Linked DNA regions of Mus musculus: region 2 is linked to region 1. Evidence: chromatin contacts called from public HiChIP or PLAC-seq data. All regions are on one chromosome and are shown on one strand. The core of a region is the stretch at or near the end of the contact, and the rest is flanking DNA. Distances in the headings are between cores, read along the strand shown.

What was found. HiChIP or PLAC-seq counts read pairs in DNA pulled down with a chosen protein or histone mark.
Region 2: a contact with region 1 is called in an H3K27ac HiChIP or PLAC-seq map of epiblast stem cells. The contact joins the promoter of Akr1e1 here to the enhancer-like site in region 1. A contact is called at or near these places in 4 of 39 promoter capture datasets (the C10 cell line, the HPC-7 cell line, embryonic stem cells and 1 more), 1 of 484 Hi-C or Micro-C datasets (8-cell embryo) and 3 of 115 datasets of contacts at active chromatin or transcription factors (embryonic stem cells and epiblast stem cells).

Annotation. Positions count from the first base shown.
Region 1 is chr13:4,557,473-4,563,918 of GRCm38.p6, forward strand. Gm40657 (a long non-coding RNA gene) reads right to left here. Exons shown (of 3, transcript XR_873105.1): 2 at 57-134. Among named protein-coding and RNA genes, the nearest start is that of Gm40657, 5.1 kb to the right of the region's middle. Within about 2 kb of position 3,284, at least 8 of the 459 cell types and tissues checked have an H3K27ac peak or open chromatin away from gene starts, as enhancers often do. A contact at or near this core is called in embryonic stem cells and epiblast stem cells, where this site is marked.
Region 2 is chr13:4,607,399-4,613,762 of GRCm38.p6, forward strand. Akr1e1 (aldo-keto reductase family 1, member E1) reads right to left here and starts at 1,766. Exons shown (of 10, transcript NM_018859.2): 1 at 1,687-1,766; 2 at 1-160. The coding sequence starts at 1,725.

The DNA of each region.
Region 1 (6,446 bases), core at 2,034-4,533:
TGATGCCAACAATACAAACAAAGCTCAGCACAAATATGGAAGGAAAACCAACTTACCTATGTTAGCAGAAACATTAGAAGAATATCTGTTCTCTCATCAAAGCCAAGAATACGTGGAAAGATACACTTCAAGCTCTGGAAATAAACAAACAGCCACAAAGCAAGATTACTACTTCCAGCCAAAGCTACCTTTTAATAATGACCAAGAAATAATTTTCTTTTAGAGAAGCCACTCATGTGCACTGAGGTGCTGGTGTACATGATACTTAAATAGACGCCATACATGATTGAGGAAGGAAGCTGATGCTGCAAGTGGTACCTAAGCAGATGGCATACATGAATGAGGAAGCAAGACTGTTTCAACCATACCAGAAGAGGAAAGAATATGTTTTATGAGAGGGGTGACTAAACAAAGAACACTAGGTAGTAATTAACTATATCAAGTGCATTAAGCTAACAAACTCTTGATCTGAACAGAGAGAGAGAGAGAGAGAGAAAGAGAGAGAATAATAAATTTACAATGACTATTAAAATATCAGTAATATAACTAAGTATAAATAGCCTCAACTTACTAATCAATATATACCAACTGACTGGATATGATTTATGTCTCAAGAAACAAAATTCACTTAGATCCTCATAGATTAAAAAACAAAGCATTGAAAAGAAAATCTACAAGTAAACAAAAGTGGTGTAGCTGTACAGATGGCTGGTAATATATACTTCAAACTTTATATAGTCAGGGGAACATATGAAATATGTTATTTTATAATAGTAGAGGGGAAAAATCATCAAGAAGCTTAAGCATGGGAAGATGGTATAGCTCAGTGGGAAAAGATGCTGGAAGCCAAACCTAGAAATCTATACTCTTTCCCTGGAATCCACATGGTATATGGAGAGAACTGACTCCTGCTTTTCTAACCTCTATGTTGAGCCATGGCATATGCCCATGTCCCTACATAAATATAAGCATAAATATGTGCCAATTATTATGATGTTCAATTTCACAAAACAAACATTGACAGATGATATATTAGATAGACCCTGACTGAGTAATGGTTCCCATATATCATGATCATATCTAGATAGGTCATCTAAATGAAAAGTCACCAAAGAAACCTAAGAAGTATTGTACAACACAGATCAAAGAATATTACATATATGTAACAAATATTCCATTCAACAGTTTCAGGATACCTACCTTGGCCTCAACTGGAAACTATTAAAAAATAGATGACATTCAATGCTGCAAATGAAGTATTACCATATACAATATAATAACTCTTGTATCTTAGCAGATTGTAATGAAATCAATCTAAAATTCAATAAAAATAAAGAGTGGAAACTAAAAAAAATACACTGATTCTGAAGAACACACTCTCAAATGACTAAGGACCCTTGAAGGAATTAAATGCTCTTGGAATTAAAGAAAAAGAAAAGCACAGATTATCTGAATATTTTGATATAGTCAAGAAAGTTCTAAGAAAATGGTTTATAGTTATGAGTGTTTATGTTCACTGAGAAGCTATTGTCAAGTGATGGTTGCCTGGAGATGCAGTCATTTTCCTTCAGGGATGCAGGTCCTGAGAGGCTTCCCCCATAGTTAAGGCTATGATTCTCTCATACATGTACAAGTGGGACTAAATGGACTCAATGGATATTAAAAAGTATGATCAAGAGAGAGAGAGGAAGAGAGAAAGGGAGAAGGAGAGGGAGATGGAGAGAGAACATGATGTTTGAAGGGAAAAGGAGAAGTAAGAAAGGAATTTGAAGGGAGAGAATGGGGAAGTAGATTTGTGTAGTGGATTTGGCATAATGCTGCTTGTATTCTAATGTTAATTCGGGTCCTCCAAAACTGTTTGCATGAGAAAGTCTTCTCTTAAGTCACAGAGGGACCCTGCTCCCAGTTAATTCTGATTGTTACATAAAGATGCCAGCAGCCAATAGCTGGAGAGAAGAGAATTAGGCTAGGTTTAGGGTTTCCAGGCTAAAGATCCTAGGCAGAGACCTTAGAAAAGTGTGCAGGAGAGAAGAAGGGATCCACCATGGGTTAGTTGAACCATAAAATGTGGCCATTTGGGCTGACCAGTTGGAGCTAGGAGCAGCCCAGATGAAAAATAGTAATAATGGAGTTGTGGATAGAAACTAGATTCTAACAGCATGGGGGCTACATAGGCAGTTGCCCAGCTGTTGTGCTACTTAAGACATATTACAGCATAAAGCTGTGTATATGTCTTTCCTTTGGAATCTTAGATTATCTAAGGCAGGAAGGATCACCACACTGGGATTAATTAAATTATTTGAACAATAGATTTGATCTGAGCACATGCGTGTATTAAATAAAATATATTAAAATGGACATAAGGAAGCACTGCATATCCCAATTTGAAAAATAAGTATCATAAAATTCTGAAATATATAACCTAAGGTGGCTCTTTAAATCCTTGAAAAAAAAAATAAAAACAAAAGTTATAGTAAGAAATAATAAAATCAAAGGCAGGCATGAATATGAACTAGAGCACAGAATAAGGCAACTCAAACAAAAATTACATTCTTTAAAAAAAAAAAAAAAGCCAAGACTGATAAGGTTTTAGCCACATTCATCACAATAAAAACACAGAAGACCCAAAGTGGTAATTTAATATGAAACCTGGGAGTTTACTCCAGATTCCAGTGAAATAGTGTCATTTGAGGTACTTGAAGTTTTATTATCTGAAACCTGAAAAATCTTTATAATTCCTAGATACAGATGACCTAATATATATATATAGTATTTTTAGATAACCAAAGCAGCCAATCCAATTCATGTTGAGACAGAAATCTTTAAATAAAGAAAAGCAATGTCTAAACACACCCATTACTACTTCTACTAAGCACTTAATACAGAGCTAACATCTATATCCCTGAAACTGTTCCATAAAACAGAAATGGAGGACTAAAAACATTTATTCTGTGACTCTGATATCACCCTGATGCCCTAGACATCAAAATCGACCCAATTGTATTAAGGTCACAGACTCAAACATGGCCTTGTGTGGCATCATGGATTCAGATATCACCATGGTTTCAGGCAGCAGCAGAGGTTAGGGATCTTTGCTTGGACATTGGCTGTAACATTTTCCATGTGTAGCCTCCCCCAACCTTGAGCAGGCTGGCTCAGACCTGCTCTGTCACTGTCAGCTAGCCCACCTAGGGTGGAATCTTCTGACCTAGAAAAAGTCTATTGTCCTGCCACATTTGCAGCTTTCCTCCAAGGCCCCATTACCTGCTGAGAGGCTAAACCTGTTCTCCTGACACTGTCCTGACAAAATAAGATCCTGGCATGGTAGGGGGTGGGATCCCTTCCCCCTAACTTTACCTTGGCTTGTTATTTCTCTCACAGTTTCTCCCATACAGCCCCAGCCTCCCTTTTGGGAACCTAGTTTGTTTAGCTGCCCTCAGCTACAGGTGGCGCCCAATATGCGGCCTGAACACAGAAGGACCAATTGAGGGAAACACTGTCTTGGTGGAGCTCCACAGAAAACAGAAGAAGATGTATCCCTGCACAATAAGCAACATACAGCATTAATGTTAGCACTACAAATGTCATCTTTTGAATGCTGTTGTTTGCAAAGGTGCAAAAAGAATACAGTATTGGCCCAGTGCTGATAACAACTAGGGGTTGACCGTGGAAAACGGGAGTGGAAAATTCTAAAGACGCATTTGTCTGCAGTCAAGAACTGCATCAGGCAAGAGGAGTAGGGCTTAAAATGATAAAATCAAATAAAAAGAGTAAAATACAAAAGGGGGTGGTGAGTGGGAGATGCTAGATATACAAATGACATGAGAAAGAGAGACCAAGAGAGAAGGAAAATGGATTTTGGAGCTCTCCCAGGAACAGAGGGAAATTTGGAGATGTACTGCTTTCTCTTTGGCCCATACAGGAGACATCCATAATTCTGGTTACATCAAGTTCTCTACCCTCTCTGTATTGTCTGTGTTTGGTGCACCAGTCTTTCCATGTGTCAATTCGTGTCTGTTTTTGTTTTGTTGTTGTCTGAACAACTGTTGTTCTATGTTTCATGTTGAATAAAAATAGTTAAAACTTTATCTGCTGACTGAATCTCTTGATTCAGTCTCAGTTTGCACAGTGGAGGCTGATTTAAGTTGCCTCACACCTTAGCCAGGAGTCAAGCACAGCAGGATAGGGCCTGCTGAAATGCTGTTTTTAAAAAGAAGTCTGCAACTTCTTAGTTCTAAGGCAAATAAGCTGATAGTTGTTTTTTCCAAAAAATTCTCTGCAATTGTGATTATTGGGTTCAGCAAATGGCAAAGTGTTTCTTATCTTGAAATTATTGCTAGAAAAAAATTCTTTGATTTGTCTAAATTTATAAGATTCATGTAGTCACTTCATTTGGTTTCTGACTGGTCTTAAAGGTATAAATATGCTGTGCATGTCTTGGTCTTAGAGTATTGGCTTATAAGTTATTGGGTATGATTAAAAAGGTATAACATAGATAACAAGAAAGTTACGTTAAAACTGGTAACTCAGGGTTGGAGTCATTTTAAACAACAGCACGTGGCATGTACGAGCCCAGGAAACAAGGCCTCTAAGGATATTTCTACATTGGGATACTATTTTATGTGATTCTTATCCTAAAAACTAGACTTATAAGAGATAAGAGTTAAAACAATATCTCTTTCATGAAACATTAAAATTTATACTGTCATGCATTCATATGTATGATTTGGCAGCCAAACTTTGTAATGTGAAAGTGATGTTTCTGGTATTGATTTTAAAGAGAATAAATTGTTTAAAATTGGGTTTTGCTTTCCAAAAATTATAGATATATTCTAATATTGCCAAAGAAACTTAAAAATTATGGTTAAAATTGCCAGTGTTCCATTGACTACAGTTTGCAGTTTGATCACAAGTATAAGATTTTCAACTCAACCATATATTTTAATTAGGATGATTACATGAGTAATCATCTTATGAGTGTGCTAATGCAGCTCACTTTGACCATCCAGCTATACAAAACAAACACAGAGTTATCTAGATATATTTGCCTTTGTGCAGAAATTGGACCCTTATGCAATCAGTTTGGGTATAGTTGCTGCCTTGCATGGGGACTACAGTACAAGCAATGCTTTTACAGCACTACGGTTATAAAGAACGTTTTAAGTATAAGTCATCTTAAAAAAAAGACTGTCCAAAAAGTTAGAGGCATAGACAGATAGTCAATTTTTTTCCCATAATTTGTCCTCACTGCAGAAGGGATAATCTTTGGGCCAGGACTCAGGCAGTATGTTTAGATTAAGAAATATTTACATTTGAGTTAGTGAAAAGCTCAGAGGAGCCTGAGCAAGGCTTGTGTGGCTTTTCTTTGTTTTGCAAACCCTGCCTAGGAAGGTTTTTGGGACCTTACCTCTCCTTTCCTCCAGGGAATTATTCTTTTTAAGCTAAAACAACATTAATACAGATCTATCCAGGTGTTGCTCAAAATAAAGTGTAATTTTAAGATTTATGAAAGGTCAACGAGGCTGTAGAACTTATAGAGGCATTACAATCTGGCTTGCCTACTCCATATAGAATTATTATAAATTTGGAAGGTTGTTTTTTCCTTTACATCCTGATAATTGTAAAGGGTTTGCTTCCAGTGAGCTTGTGATCATTAGAAAGTTTTGCCACTAGGTATTGTTGGGAGCCATTAAGGCAACGCTATTGTCCTGATCTCTGAATTGAGCCTCTCCCCCTGAGAAGAAAAGGGGGTCAAAAGCGGGCCAACAACACATGGATTCCGAGAACCACGGGATGTTCCAGCCCTAGGTCAACACCGATGTCCTGACCACACCCTGATACCACCAAGTTCCTGCTTCCCCGTGTAGCTGCCAAAAGAAAGAATTTCTATTGCCCCCCCTCCCATAAGTACTTCTTTTGCTTGTATTGCCCCATCCCTCCGCTGATAAGTATCTGTACTTCCCCATTTCCTTGTGCAATTCTACTGCCCCATCCTTCCTGCTGAAAGGCACTTCCCCTTTTGCTTGTGTATTTAAACCTTGGGCCTGGCTAATACATTTGGGGGTCTTGATACAACTTCAGAACGGTTTCTGTGTCGTTACTCGTACAAGACCCTCGTCTCTCTCTACCCCCCATTTGGTTGTTAGGAGGAGGTCCCCTCGAGATCCTCGAATAACTGGACCTGCTGGACGGGTCAAGGTATGACTAATAGCTGCACATTATGTAAGAAAAAAAATGTTCTTTTGGTCTCTGCTTCAATAGAAGAAGCTAAGACTTTGAATCTTACAGTGTATATTGTTAATTAAATGGAAAGTATTTTATTAGCAAATGCCTCTGAAGGGAAGTTTACTTCAAATCTTTGCTCTTACATAATGAGCTTTAAAGTTTTGGGGAGTAACTGTTGCTCCAGAAAAGATTCAGGGGCAATATTTTTTTAGTTATCCTAG
Region 2 (6,364 bases), core at 516-3,015, 48 kb after region 1:
CTACAAAGAGATCCTCTCTCTTCACCACGCCCTCCTTGATCTTCTCACTGATTCCCATTCCCACCTCGCTCTCATTGTGGTATAAGTAAGCACAATCGAAGTGCCGGTAGCCCAGGTTGATAGCCAACTTAACTGCATCAGTCACTTCTCCTGGGGAGGCCTGGAATATAACCAAACACAAGGAAAGTTTCTTCTGTCAGGGGAACCCAATCCCCTTTCTCCCCCGTCATGTGGGAAAGTATAGCCAAGCAATACATAAATACTCAAATCAGTAAAGCAGTATGAACATCAGCCAGACCAAAAGGTAGAGAATGGAACGTCATAGTCAGAATATGATTAATATTCTGTTCTGCTATCTTTACTCATTCTGGAAACAGGGTGCTTTTCAGCTCTTGCTGTGTTGTGCTTCCCGATTACAGAAGGGCTAAGAACAGCTGGGGCAGGAAGCGGTCTGATATTTAGCACCCAGGGATGCATGAATCAACTGTAAACATAAAACAAGTATCACACACATGGACTCACTCAATATCTGTAGGGTACACACAGGAAAAGCTTAGTGAGACACAGACATTTCCATCAAATATGAAAAGTGTAGCTCAAGGTAGCTTTGAATTTGATCTCTTCCTTGCTTTGTCCTAAATGACTTGGTTATTGGATCAAGGGGATATACATATCTAGCATAGCGACATTATTTAAGATCATCAGTCAGTGTCACATTTGCTATGGTTTTCCATTGCCTTCACATATTTTGAAAGTCATATTCCTGTGTCTTCAGGAGATAGAATTAAATGCTTCAATTGTGTTGGGAGGGTGATTCCCCCCCCCCCACACACACAGTTTTATTTATTTATTATTTTATTGACATTTCTTTCATCTCACATCTCAGCATTCACTATGTGGTACCAAAGAACACTCAAATCACCAAATTGCCAAAATAATAATAATAATAATAATAATCCCATCCTTTTTACAAAAAATTCTGGAGAAACATTTATTTGAAAACCTTCCTATAAACAGAATTTTTAAATTTACTTTTTTATCAAAAACAAAACAAAACAAAACCCCCAAACCATAAAAAGAAACAAATTTTGATCATGCCTCCCCCTCCCCCACAACTTGTCCCAGAGTCAGACAGGCCTATTCAACTATTCAACTTCACGTTCATTATGCCCTACATTCAAAATCAACTGAGCAAGCAGTGTAACTACTCGCAAATATCTCTAATGTCGCTAGTGGACTCCAGAAGTAGACATTACACTTACATCGGTGCAATTATTTAATTATTTTTATTTGGTTTGTTTTAGCATGCAAAGTAGCACGCTTCCTTGTGGCCATTTGACACACACTCGGTTTTGCTGTGCCAAGATGAGTGCCACTAGGCATAAATGATTTTTCGGAGGCTGGGGGTCCGTGATTAGCTCACACAAGGCTAGGTTAACAGCACACTGCTTTATTTAAAGTTAGTCTAACAGCTTTGAATCCTCGCAGGGAGCAGGGTGTTTTAGGATCACAGGAGAGAGAGTCCAACTTCTCCTCTAATCCGTCTGGGGGAAAACCTTAATCAGAGCCCGGGTCTGGAAGGAATCACCCTAGGCAAAAGAAATCCCGTGCCCCTGGCTGTTTTTGAGCATGTACTCATCAGGCTCCGGGACCCTTAGCCCCACCCACACCGGAGTGTGTCCTCACCTTCCAGGTGCCCAAGCCCACTGTAGGGATGTTTTCCATGGTTCCCCTTTGCTCAAAGGCTCAGCCTCTTCCTGCACTTTAGCGGCCAGAGAGCGTTCCAGGGACCTCAGGAAATGCCGTGATAGGCTGGAGTTCTGGCAGTTTAATTGGCTGATGGAGAGGTCGCTTGGTGCTCTGATTGGCTGAGAGCATAGTCCATCTTTCAGGGGACCTAAGCAATTGGGTTTGGTTGTGCTTTATCTCTGTCCTAAATCCTCTATGATCCTAAGAATTCCGTCTCCGAGCAACCTGCCTAAAGCCCAGATCCAGTGCTCTGTCCTTCTTGCAAACAGGCTGTGGTTCAGGATATTTCCTGGACATCAGATGTTTTAGATTGATGATCGTTTCTAGTATCCTGGAAAAAACAGGTTTGACTATATCAGCTGTCTTGAACCTTGCAATGATGATGAGTGCTACTTTGAGGTGATTGCCATTTTAGTAATAGAGGAAATATAATCTGAATATCATTTTTAAGGTGTGTCTTATGGAATTAAAAAAATCAAGATTAAAAATTAAACATCTCTGGAAGATTATTCACTGTAATAAGAACTAATAATAAGGGAGGTCATTTAAAGAGAGCAAATAGTATATAGGCAGATTTTGAGGGAGGAAAAGGAAGAGAGAAATGTAATTATAATTGCAAACAAAACAAAACAAAACAAAAACAAAAACCCAAGGGTCTTCCCACAAGATAATCCCTCAAAGGAATGCCTACAAGACTGTCTCCCAGGTGATTTTTAGGTCTTATTCAGTTGGCAATAATCCTAAAATCACAAGCTGAAACATCTAGAAGGAACCAGAAAACCAGCCCATAAACGCAAAGGTAAATAGCTATTTCGAAAATATTAGCATTACTAAGATGATTAGAAAAATTGAAGATTTGCGTGTTACAGTGCTTAGAATTTTGTATCCTTCACTATGTTTGTTAATAACTTATTAAAAACTTAGCAGAATTCAACAATTTTACAATTTCAACCCAAAGTTTTGTTTTGTTATTTTAATTTCTCTGTTGCCATATTACACATCTGTTCATTTGTTTGAGTTTTTCAAGTGCTCATGGCAGATGCACTGTGGATGTGGAAAACTCTACATCTTCTCCAGTTCTCTTTTTTTATTTATATTTTGTAAAAATGGCAAAGTTAAGCCATTAACGGTCAGACAACTATTTGTAGCTTTCGATCTTTATGCAGATTAACATGGAAGTATCCATTTGCAAGAGGATGTGTTTTCAGATGTTCAATATTATTAGTACTCTCTCTCTCTGATAAGCTTTTATTACTCATAGCGACACTTACACTTTCAGTTCATAAATCTATAGAAATATTGTCCTATCTTTAAATGATTTCTATCATTTCATAAAAGGGTAGTTTGATCTAGGGATGCCTTCTTTTTTAATGGTCATTTCAGATTTCTTAGGTAGTAATTTAGCAGAAACCAATGTTACAGATGTAAATACTTGAAAAACATACAAGCATGCTTTACAAGAAATTATTGAAACCTCAAAATTTGATGAGGTAGTTTATTTTAACACACAGAAAACTTTTGCCAGGTTCTCATGGCAGGCAGAGACAAATATATACACTAACATATACATAATGAACATATACACATGCATATGTATATGTGAATGCAAATACATCTGCTCAATTATCCATTCAATAAACAGCATATTCTGGTCAGTACAAGCAACTTAACAAGGGTAAACCGGAAATATTTGGATGCCATTAGGTTAATTTTGCATATGTATTTAATAAATGTCATTTTAGAAAACACATTTTATTCTTATATATAGGTAATTGTGAGAAAAATCAACAAATTTAAAGGGCAAGCTGGTAACTACACAGGAGACACTTCACCTAAACTTTGGAACTATTTTGCAATAATTCTTCATAATTAAGAAATACAATTGAAGACACACTAATAAGTTGTATGAAAAAACAAAATCATAAGACACATGAACTTTATAAGTTGATTCTTCCTGCCCTCTGGTGGTTGTTTCTCAAAATACAGATGTGTATGTAGGAATATATGTAGGGTGTGTATAAAACATATATAAATGATATATAATATATAAATGTATATCTAGAAATACATATATTTAGACATGTATTTATGAACACATATATGTCTATACATATGTGTATATGTGTGTTTAATTGAAATGCCATACTACCTCACACAGAGTATAACATTTCTCCCAGTTGCTAAATAAAAAGCTCAGTGACAGGTGTACCATACCTTACCTTAAGCTGTTGTTTTGGAGGTTGCAGAGACCTCTAAAATATTGCAGGTCATTGACGGTGATCTTGGATGTGGACCAGAAGAATTTGATGATATAATTCTAGTATTAAAGACATCATATATTCTGTTCATAGGAAACAGAGAAATAAAGTTGGTATTGACTAGGGAACTTCTCTGCTATCCAGATTGCATGCTGTGTGGGCTGCTGTAGGAGAAAAGTCATCAATAGGTTTTCTATCAGAAAACATTGGAGGCAAAATGATATGCTGCATGGCAAGATATGCTTGTAGACATGCATAAATGTTTTGGGCAGGTAATCAGTTCATTCTGACTAGATATGAGGACCATTCCACAGAGAAAAATGCATGCCTAGCACAATAATCATGGACAAGAATTCATGGTTGCAGAATGAACAAGCCCGGGATTAATCTACTAATATCAGCTTTCTAAATAACATTAGACTATTGTCTGAATGGTTAATCTATATAACTTTGAATGGTGCACCTCTTAGATTTTATCAGAGAGATGTCTTTGTTCTGTAGAGGGAAATCAATACAGAAACATACAATCGGTCAATGCATAGAGAACACCTCATGTTTGTGAGGTGTTCATCCACAGATGAGACAGCTATATCACAAACCTCCTCACAAGATTCAGAGGTCCCTTTAGGAGAGGTGGGTCAAAGAGTGGTAAGTTGGAGAGAACTGAAGCCAAACAATGGTTTTTTTGCACATGATATTAGCATGAGTTTGCAGCAGCAGTGGTTGCCTGCAAAAAACCTAAGCAAGAGCAAGACAATAAAAGACTCAGTGTGTAAAGCATGAGAGTCTTGAGTGCCCCACCCCTAGCTGATGAGCTATTGATAAGCAGATGACTGCTTCTAGAGGAAGGGTAGTTGGTTCTCGTTAAGTTTATAATTTCTGGTAAGTCAACCATACTCAAGTGGATGCCCCCACAGCTGTGAGTCTGTGGACATATGGACAGAGCACATTGGATTGGTGAGAGACGGGAGTAGGGGTCAGGTGGGAGTTTGGCAGGTGTGGGGAGTGGATCCAGAAGAAGTTACAGAGTGAAATTCTGGGTGAAACAATCAAAATACTTTGTATAGATGTGTGAAATTCTCAAGAAATTAATACAAATAAAATAACAACTGCATACACAGAAATCTATTATTAGAGAAAAAATGACTCCATCACAATGGACAACATTGACTGTATATAACTGAAGCAGGATACACATTATTTCATTATCTCATTAGCACATTCACTAAAGGGATAATATTCTGGACCAAATATATACATAAATGGGCTTTAGTGTATAAAATACCATATCATTTGGACTTTGAGTTACAAGTTGTTTCTCCACCTCTGAGAGGACAGAAACCAGAAGGGACAAACCTACAGCAAATGGTGGCAATTATAAGAAAGTAGGCTAAATGTTGTGAGAGAATGAGTAGGAGACGGGGAGGTGTTATGAGATATGGAAAAAGAATAGCCAACAGGGTATAATGTGTTGTAATAGTGTGGGCTGTAGGAGGCACCCACTTCTGATATCTGCATTAGACAGTTGAATGGATGAAGATTCAATCTGTCAACAATAAAAGGGTAAGACAAATGCTAGGAAAGGATTGAGGGTATTTGAGACCTGTGGCATTGTACTTAGTTTAGTTTTTGTATTGATTTTCCAAAAGAGCATTGTTTAGATCAAAGATGAAACACTTTCTAGAAAAAGAAAGAACTTAGCATCAAAATTTTCTATGTGATAAGTGTCCCAAGTTATGAGTAAAGAGTTGAAAAGACAAAACAGCTTGATAGGCATACATAAAACTTCTGTTTCTTAGTCTCATAGTTAGCCCCCTCTCCAACCCACATACACAGAGAGAGGGGAGATAAGGAATTGGAGAAGAGGGGAGGGATGGAGCAAGAGGGATGGGAGCAGGAGAGGGAAAGAGAAAATGGGAGAAAGAAAAGCAAGGAGAAAAGGAAGAAAAGACTTTGAGTTGACCAAGACTTAAAGTTAGCACACAACTTAAACATGGAAAATCCATGACACCTATATTAGTTAATTTCCTGTTTCTGAATAAACACCTCAAGAAATGTAATTTAAGAAAGAATAAGTGTATATTGGATTAAGATTCCAGAGTGAAGTGTTCATCAATGGAGGGTAAAGCCTGGCAGCAGGCTGCATGAGCAAGAAGGTGGCTGATGAAATTTATTCACACATAGAAAGAAGAGAGTGGGAGTGAAGGAGGAGGAGGAGGAGGAGGAGAGAAGGAGGAGGAGGAGGAGGAGGAGGAGGAGGAGGAGGAGAAGAAGAAGAAGAAGAAGAAGAAGAAGAAGAAGAAGAAGAAGAAGAAGAAGAAGAAGAAGAAGAAGAAGAAGAAGAAGAAGAAGAAAGA